Regions from separate parts of the Mus musculus genome. Here regions 2 and 3 are each linked to region 1. The links are chromatin contacts, called in public HiChIP or PLAC-seq maps. All regions are on one chromosome and are shown on one strand. The core of a region is the stretch at or near the end of the contact, and the rest is flanking DNA. Distances in the headings are between cores, read along the strand shown.

Region 1 (2,928 bases), core at 350-2,849:
GATTTCCCAGGTCTCCATGGAGGGACAACATGCCCTGCTCCAAGAGTCTATCTTCCAAGCTCCTGACTGGAAAACTGGGAAGCTGTACTCCAGGCTCAGCAGGGTGGAACCTTAAACAAAATTAAAGCAAGGCAAAATAAATTTGAAACCCAACCTACAAGTCCAAGGGTCCCTGCTATAAGCGAGATGGGGGTGGAGAGGGCAGAATGCAAGGGCCTCACAGAGGGGCCAGCGAAGAAAAGAACTTCCTAGACAGCCAGAACCAGTCTGTGCCTTTCAGAGACTCCTGCTCTTCTGCCGGCAAGGTTTGGACTGGGGAAAGGTGAAGGTGGCTGGTGGGTGAGAGGAGAATAGGAGAAGGGGGTAAGGGTGGCTACTTTACTCTCCCTGTCAGAGCTAGCTGAGGCCAACTTTAAGGGGTCAAGGTACCAGAAAACTGCAAGTTTAGATAGCTTGTCCAGTGACAGAGGCTTTGAATTTGCCACAGTCTCTAGATAGGATGTGAAGCTGGGAAGAAGGGAGAGAGAGATTTTTTGGAACACTGGAAACAGGGCCAGACCTTGATACCCTTAAAAATCAAAGAGCCCAAGGTCACATCTGCCCACAGCTCTTGACGTAGGGGCTGGTGACAGTGGGGAGCCTGAACTGGTTCCTAAAGAGAGAGGTAGGGTAAGACCAGGATTCCTGGCTGAGATGGCAAAAGGTACCACTAAGCAAGGGCTCAGAGAAGGAGCAGGGGAAAGCCTGTCTCCCAAGACAGTTTTAGATCGTCCCTCCCGAGGGGCCCAGTCCCCGGTCTCCTCCACCCTTCGAGGGTGGCACACGCGGGAATCTTTGGGCCATTGCTAGCGGTTTCCTGACTTTGCGTCGGGTCATTGCGCACCACGTGCATCAATGGCCCCAGGGGAAGAATTTCGGCTAGCACTCCCTGGAGAAGAGGACTATGCTGGCCCCAGATTGTACAAGCGGGCCACCAACTTCTCCCTGAGCTTCCATAAGGAGTCATGAATCGCAGTGCACGCGAGGCTCGCGGGTTCCATGCTCGCCCTGGCACATCGCTCTCCCTCACTGTTCAGCGCACCAACAGAACCGGGACTGCAATTCTGTTCCAAGCCAGCGCAGCTCACCCTCCTTGTCCAAGGCTAGGGCATTTTGAGGAAGGATCTTCCCAAAGGAACCCATCTCTCTAAAGCGGGAGTAGGGTTCTTTAGTAACTCTCTGGGGGTGGGAGGTAAATCAAATTGCCTGTGGGCTTGCAGCTGGAAGCCAGCTATTTAGGCTCGCTGAGCCTCGTTCCTAACGGATCAGCTCTTTCGATGTTTGGGGATAAGTTGAAGACTGAAGAGAAAACATGATTATCTTAAGTAACTCGCACATCGCCGTTTTCGTCCCCGACTAAAAGTCTGTGTCTTGGGCCAGTTTCGCGATGCCCACGCAAGGCCCAGACTTTAATATTTAAACCAGGCCAGGTGAAACTACCTGTTGGGGTACACTGCAGTCTATAAATCTGATCCTCCTCTCCTTACACAGTTTTGGGGAGAGCTGGAACTGTTCTGGGGGTGTTCAGAGAAGGGACTTCAGCCGAAGGGCGAGCGGCAGTAGTAACAGAGTCTGGCGATGCCCGGGAACTGCACTAGCTCCTCGGCCTCGGTCTGCAGAAGCTAAAGACAGCCCCATGCAGCCGAATCTCGGCGCGATTCTCTATGATTCACTATGAAGCAGTGTGGAAGATTCTTGAGACCAGAGCGCGAGGGGACTCTCAAAAACAAAGAGCCGGGGGCAACTTGCTATGCTCCCGCCCCCCACGGTACACTCCAACCCTTAACGTTTCTCCCTATGCGGAAATTCACTCAACTTCTCCGAGGAGCAGGCGACGGATGCTCTCCTGCCACAGCCTGGGGGCTACCGGCAGCTTCTAGGCCACTTTGCTGGAAGAAAGTCATTGCCTCAAGGAGCAGACACACATTCTTAATCCAGCAGCCGCCGAAGAGCAGTTCACTTACCAGGACCTGATGAGCCCGTGGGGAGGATTTTTAGAAGCTGGGGACAGGCAGGCTCATGTGTCCTAGAACCTGTGGGAAAGACCATTGGGACTGAAGTTTCACTTGGAAAGTGCTGGGCGCAGCCCGGCTCTGGCGCACATTTTCCAGGCTTCCAGGCAGCCAAACTGCGGGAAGCTGCTGGAGGCACCTGGGGCTCAGGCTTTTCCATTGAGAGTTTCTGATGCGGGTTGCTAGTTGTTTATTTTTGTTTTTGTTTGTATGTGTGTGGCTTTTTTTTTTTTTTGGCAGCGAACCCCACTGAGCTTGGGGAGCACCAATATTTGGAATTGCCGTACCAAGGGTCTCATCAGAGGATCAGAGGAGATAAGCAACTTGGGGAACGCGGCGCATTTAGTTTTCTAAGGCCATGCGTTTTTTTATCCCCCACGGTCACTATTTATTTGGCTGCAAACGAAATGGGAATAGATATTAGGAAACTGGGGGGAAGAAAGCGGATAAGCCTTAAATTGTTGAGAGCGCTCCTTTTTACAGTGAAGACTATAGGACTACGTGGAATGGAGAGAAATTATTAGTGAGACTTCATCGCACAGGAATGGTGGAGGAGATTGAGCCACGGAACTAGAAGATGTCTCCGATCTGTTTTGCGCACCGCAGGTTCCCCACCCGCAGTTAATCATCCTGGCAATATTCGCTTGATCTGCCCGCAAGTAGCTTGTCTCCCCGTCCTTCCTGACACTTCCCTTCTCTGTTTACATCTTTCCATGCTGGGTCACCAGCCAGAGTTTTGGGCTTCCCGGACCTCTCGGGTGCCTTGGCAAAAACTCTTACAAACTTTTCGAGCGCACACTTGCGGGTGGGCTCTCTCCAAGCGGGTCTCTGGACTGCCAAGAGACCCTCTTCAGCCGAGAAGCCTGGAATAATTTTC
Region 2 (2,868 bases), core at 25-2,524, 640 kb before region 1:
AGAATAAGAAGCCAGAGTTAATGCTATTACTGCCAAGCATATGCCATTAAGCCTGGCTTGGTTACTCTTGGGGGGCTGCAATTCTGGCTCTGCGCCTATGAAAAGAAGAAGACGTGACTCACGATGACCACAAGATCAAAACAAAGCATCAGTTCTGAAGAAGTCTAACTTTGCTGGGTCTTAAGGACTAAGAGACTTTTCTCCCAAGGGTCTACATGGAAAGAACACTGTGAAATGCACCAGCTCTTGTCCCCGACAGCATCCATGCAACAGTGTGACAGATACTTTTTACTGGATTTTAAAAATACAAGACACTGGTATTAAAAAACATTACAATTCAGAAGATAAAATAATTGCACAGGGCCAGCAGGACATAGAGCTTATTCTAAAGTATTCTCTCAAGCCTAACAGGTATCCTCAGAGTTGCAAAGCAGAGGAGAGGTGAGGTGGTCTAGACAAGTCCTTAAAGCCTTCATTAAAAATAAAATACTGAGCTAGGCTTTAAGCAAAGACCTCAAAGCATCAGATGATTGGACAGTAGTAAAGGCCACTCCTACCTCGCAGGAAAGAACAAGAATGAGTCAGAAGATGGAAGAAAGTGTGAAGAGAAGCAAACACAAAGATTGAATAAGCGATGAGATTGGAAAGAAAAACTGAGGTCAGACATGCTAAGAGCTTTTCAGATAAAGGGGAGAGAAACACAAAGATAGGTCAGGATCTTGCCTCTAATAGCATTAATAAAAGACAATATTTAGAAGGATAAATCGTACTGTCTTTGACTGAATAAATTTTTTAAAAAGCAAGAAGGAAAACATGTAAGAAGGCTCTTCCCAAAGGGTTCCTGACAATGAAAATGCCCTTGCGCTCAAACAGACACAGCTTATTTGCACTTGACTGGCTGAAGGTAATTGTCCCCAAGGCAACAATGAGGGTACACTCACAACCACAGGTCAACTCCAAAGGCTGGGCCAGGGTTTAAATTTAGACTGTGGTTTGAAACAAAAAACAAAAGCTGTTTAAGGAAGCATGTTTTAGATCCTTCTCAACACAACATAGAGGAGAAGCAGGAGCTGGGAAACAAACTATTTTGGAAGGGGTGAAAAAGATAGCCTAAGCCATGAACACGGGGAATGGGCGGTCTGTAAAGAAATGTTTGTATTGAAACCAGAAAGCAGGGCTGCCTCCTTGACTTTCTCACTGAAAAGGAAGTAGGCAAAGAGCATGTAAACAAAGCAGGTCTTGGCATTCTTGCTGGCATGGCTTGGTGCTAACTGGTGAAATACCCAAGAGACTACAAATTCCCCTCCTTGAAGAGAAAGGCAGTCCCTATGCTAATTCTGGACCCAAGGGCAGCTAGTCCTTTGGAAGTGAACAGCCTCCTGGAGCAGTGTTTTGGTAGCCAATAGGTTCCTTAGAGCAAGTTTGCTGTTCCAAATTTGTGTCTCTCAATGTACTTAACCTTCTAGATCAGCAATCATAAGTACCTGAAGAAAGCTTAAACAAACATAAAGGTTTAAAACCTTCCTCCTGCTCTGCCCCAGGTGACAAATACTGTGTATATTGTTTCTGTTTTCTTATTGGCATAATTGGAGGGTTTCAAGGAAAGAAATTCCCCGAATCTTTGGAAGTGAACATAAGAAGAAGCTTCAACTGTTGGTCTAGATTTCCAAAAGCTGACCCAATATGTTGGACTGGAAATAGCACCCACTCCCCAGTTTTCTCAGGCTCAAGTTTCCTTTTTGGTACCTTTGGAAGGAAGCACCCACCCACGACACCCATAGACATGTGTTGAATTTTCTAGGACTCCACATATAATAATCTGCAGGTTTAATATTTCTACTGCCAAAAAACCAAAACCAAAACCAAAACCAACCAACCAACTAAACTAATTTAAACTAAATATATATGTGTGTGTGTGTATATATATATATATACATACATATATATATATATATATATATATATACACATATGTGTGTGTGTGTGTGTAGTGTCTATATACTCTATATACATAGAGAAACAACAACAATCACTTGACTAAAAGACAAAACATGTAACTCTATGCTCCAATTCTACTCCTTTTCTCATGATACTAGCCCAGTGTACTTTTCTAGGGTTTCGGTCTTCTCAGCTGTAGACCAGGAACCAAAGCCTCCTTCTCTTCTTCCTTTTAGGCTGCTGTTGAGACACAAACTGGGAACATGAAGGTCATGAACAAGGTTATAGACATAAAACCCTCAGTACTGAACTAAGAATTGTAGCATTAGCCCAGTGAGTTTTCACAGTGGAGAAAAGGTTTCCAAATCCCCTTTCACCCTTTTGGAAAGAACCTTTCTTGTTGGGGTCATTTCTACAGAGCTTTCGATATGTACCAACAAAAAGAAACTTCAAGTTGAACCTTCAGTGTGCTATTGCTGTGATTTGATCAGTGGGTTGTCAGGCTGTATCACCTTCCTGGGTGTGTGGCTGGTAGGAAAGGAGAAGCCAGGAACTTTGCTAAGTAATCCATCAAGAGCTCTGACTTTCAAGTTTTAAGTAAGGGAAATGATAAAAGAGTCCTTTTCTCATGTACTTATACCTTGGCCCTTTGCCATCCTCACGCACTGAGCTACAAGGGCCTGGAAAAGAGCCTGGGCATTACATAAGGAAAGCCACCCTAGCATTTGGGAGACAAAAGAACAGCTTTGAGAATGAGGTTTTTTTCCCCCAGTTAGACAGAAGCCAATTGGGCCAACTCAGGGCTGGAGCTCATAGAAGTCTAGATCTAAACTTAGCTGAACTCGAGATACTTGAGTTAGCTCCCAGATAGGCAGTCAGTCACCTTGCCACGACTTTGTTTACTCATTTGAAAATAGATATGAAAAGTGA
Region 3 (2,735 bases), core at 95-2,594, 770 kb before region 1:
AGAGAAAATAGGAGTTAAGTGCAGGGTCCACGGGAACTAGCAGCATTTTGAGGGAAATGAATTTTAAAGAAAACAAATGAAATAAAGAGATATCACAGCTTTAGGGGTTTTGTTTTGTTTTTTAATGGGACAGGGAGGAGAGCCCTCTCAAGTATAAAGTGACTTCAAGCAGTGGAGGATTTTCACCTCCCTGCTTTCTCAGCAACCACACCCACCATTTTCTCACCTGGCTCAGCACCAGGCCCAGAGGGAGACATTTAAAATTTTTTATTCTTTTAATTGGAAACGGATGCTGTACCTTGTCTTTCAAGCCTGCTTTGAGAGGGAGGTAGGTAGTGAGGGATGAAGTAGTGAGGGACTAAGGGAGGAAAGAAAGATGAAGAGGCAGGAGGAAGGGGAGGGAGGGAAGGAGGGAGGGAGAGGGTGAAGAGAGAGGGAGGGAGGAGACCTAGCCAAGTATTAGTTTAGCCGGAATGAAACCTTGTAAAACTTTGAAATCAAATTTGGCATTCAACTCTGTAGATACTCACACTGGAAAACTCCAGAAAGTCACAAGAACGTTGACTGTCTTGCCCAAGATTCTTCTTTTCAAGTGTTGTGGCCCCCTGCTCCCTTCCCGAGCCATTTTCTTTGGCATTGGACTTACTGTACTATCGGGTACAACGCTACATTTCTACAGGCTGTGTCAAAGCATGTCAAGTTGCAAAAGGGCTTGTAAAATAATCATGGACAAGGAAACAGAACAGCCATTAAAGCTGTAAAGGGACGACTACACTGAAGGGCAGGCTTGAAATAAAGTCCATGTGACCTACGGAACAGGGGAAGCTTCTGAAGTCTGGAAGACAAAGCACAGGCATGTCTTCATTTCTTTTTTTTCACGGGGCACCGGGATTTTTACTTTGCTGTAGGCACCCGGAGCATAGGGGAGTTTGCTGAGGCCAGGTCTGATCTGAAGCCTGTCCGCTGTTGAGACGAATGACAAGGCCATCTCTGCTTAAACACCTGAGTTCAGAGTGACAGCAAATTCCAGTGGAGCCAGGTATCCATCTGCAAGAACTCCTAGCAGCTCACTTGTACTGGGAAGCGACCCTAGGCTGCCCTGCTTTTGGTGAGGACAGCTTTGCCTTGCGGCTGGGCACACCACATTCAAAAGCAAACATTGGACAGCTTCACCTTCTTCCACTTTGGCAAGGAAAATAGAATGCACAAAGGAGCATTCCTTTAGTTGTATTTAGAAATGAAAGTCCCGGCGGATTTAGGAGCTGGTGCCTGGGAGGCCCCTGCATTGTGAGCCCTGTGCAGCAGGCCGGCCCGCTTACACAAGCAGCCTTTGTTTTAATTAGCACAGGAGCAGCCCTCCCCTCCTCCTGCAGGGCTTCCACTTTACAATTGTCTGGGAACTCCCTCAGCTGAAAATGGTTACTAAGAAAATTTCCACAGAAATCCAACCAAAAGGGCCAGGCCAACGCTGGGCTTTTAAAAGCACTTTTCCAAATTGAGTCTTGAAGGAGTGGACCGCCTGCTGGAATGGATGTCCACTGTAGGGAGAACCCCAAGGTTAACAGTGGTTTGCTTCAAAATAGTAGTCAGTTCTTCCTACCTCTTGCCTCCAAAGAAAGAAAACAACACAACCTCCTTAAAATGGTGTTATGGATCTGGTGTAAAGTGACAAAGGCCAGGGCATTTAAAATGAAAGGAGACACTATCTCCAAGCTAGTTTTCAAGGTTGCATTGAATCTGAAGGTGGTGCAGTGAGTTACAGAAAGTGACTGTCACACCTCTACACACAGCTGCCCTTCCCTAACCTCTAGCTTTTGGACAACTGGTGCCCTGAAGTAGTGGAGATGCACGTGGTATTCAAAGAGAAAATTCAGTCGAGTTAGGCAAGGGGAGCCCTGGAGGCAGTCGAAGCTCCTGGAGATGGCCTTCGTAGCTTTGGTCAAGAAATGCATGTGGTTCCTAGCAGACGTATTACCACCTGATTCATCCTTTGCTGCAATTTTCTGGGTTTTATTTGTGCCCTTTTTATTTTCAACTGGAGTACTTTCAAATTGAAATTTGCAAAATGTGCTCAATGAAAAATTTCATCAAATGTGTACATATTTTATAACTCAAGCATAAAATTTAAATATGTTTTGAGATGTGTGTGTCATAAACATACTTATGTGATATAAAGTACAATTCATTTGTTCACTTGGAAAGCTAGCACATTTTTTAAAGTAATTAAAAATATAGTTTCATTTCTTTTTTTTGGGAGTTTTTTTTAATTAGATATTTTCCTCATTTACATTTCCAATGCTATCCCAAAAGTCCCCCATACCCACCCCCACAATCCCCTACCCACCCACTCCCCCTTTTTGGCCCTGGCGTTCCCCTGTACTGGGGCATATAAAGTTGGCAATTCCAAAGGGCCTCTCTTTCCAGTGATGGCTGACTAGGCCATCTTTTGATACATATGCAGCTAGAGACAAGAGCTCCGGGGTACTGGTTAGTTCATATTGTTGTTCCACATATAGGGTTGCAGATCCCTTTAGCTCCTTGGGTACTTTCTCTAGCTCCTCTATTGGGGGCCCTGTGACCCATCCAATAGCTGACTGTGATCATCCACTTCTGTGTTTGCTAGGCCCGGCATAGTCTCACAAGAGACAACTATATCTGGGTGCTTTCAGCAAAATCTTGCTAGTGTATGCAATGGTGTCAGCGTTTGGAAGCTGATTATGGGATGGATCACTGGA

The links. HiChIP or PLAC-seq counts read pairs in DNA pulled down with a chosen protein or histone mark.
Region 2: a contact with region 1 is called in an H3K27ac HiChIP or PLAC-seq map of heart atrium, with 5 read pairs. The contact joins two enhancer-like sites. A contact is called at or near these places in 1 of 15 datasets of contacts at CTCF or cohesin (the NIH/3T3 cell line) and 2 of 115 datasets of contacts at active chromatin or transcription factors (embryonic stem cells and heart atrium).
Region 3: a contact with region 1 is called in an H3K27ac HiChIP or PLAC-seq map of neural progenitor cells, with 12 times the contacts expected there. The contact joins two enhancer-like sites. A contact is called at or near these places in 5 of 115 datasets of contacts at active chromatin or transcription factors (embryonic forebrain, embryonic hindbrain, embryonic stem cells and 2 more).

Annotation. Positions count from the first base shown.
Region 1 is chr4:82,535,797-82,538,724 of GRCm38.p6, forward strand. The region is part of intron 1 of Gm11266 (predicted gene 11266); the gene reads left to right. Among named protein-coding and RNA genes, the nearest start is that of Gm11266, 29 kb to the left of the region's middle. Within about 2 kb of position 1,600, at least 60 of the 459 cell types and tissues checked have an H3K27ac peak or open chromatin away from gene starts, as enhancers often do. A contact at or near this core is called in heart atrium and neural progenitor cells, where this site is marked.
Region 2 is chr4:81,897,552-81,900,419 of GRCm38.p6, forward strand. No RefSeq gene overlaps it. Among named protein-coding and RNA genes, the nearest start is that of Gm46886, 35 kb to the right of the region's middle. Within about 2 kb of position 1,275, at least 18 of the 459 cell types and tissues checked have an H3K27ac peak or open chromatin away from gene starts, as enhancers often do. A contact at or near this core is called in heart atrium, where this site is marked.
Region 3 is chr4:81,763,132-81,765,866 of GRCm38.p6, forward strand. No RefSeq gene overlaps it. Among named protein-coding and RNA genes, the nearest start is that of Gm11412, 21 kb to the left of the region's middle. Within about 2 kb of position 1,345, at least 69 of the 459 cell types and tissues checked have an H3K27ac peak or open chromatin away from gene starts, as enhancers often do. A contact at or near this core is called in neural progenitor cells, where this site is marked.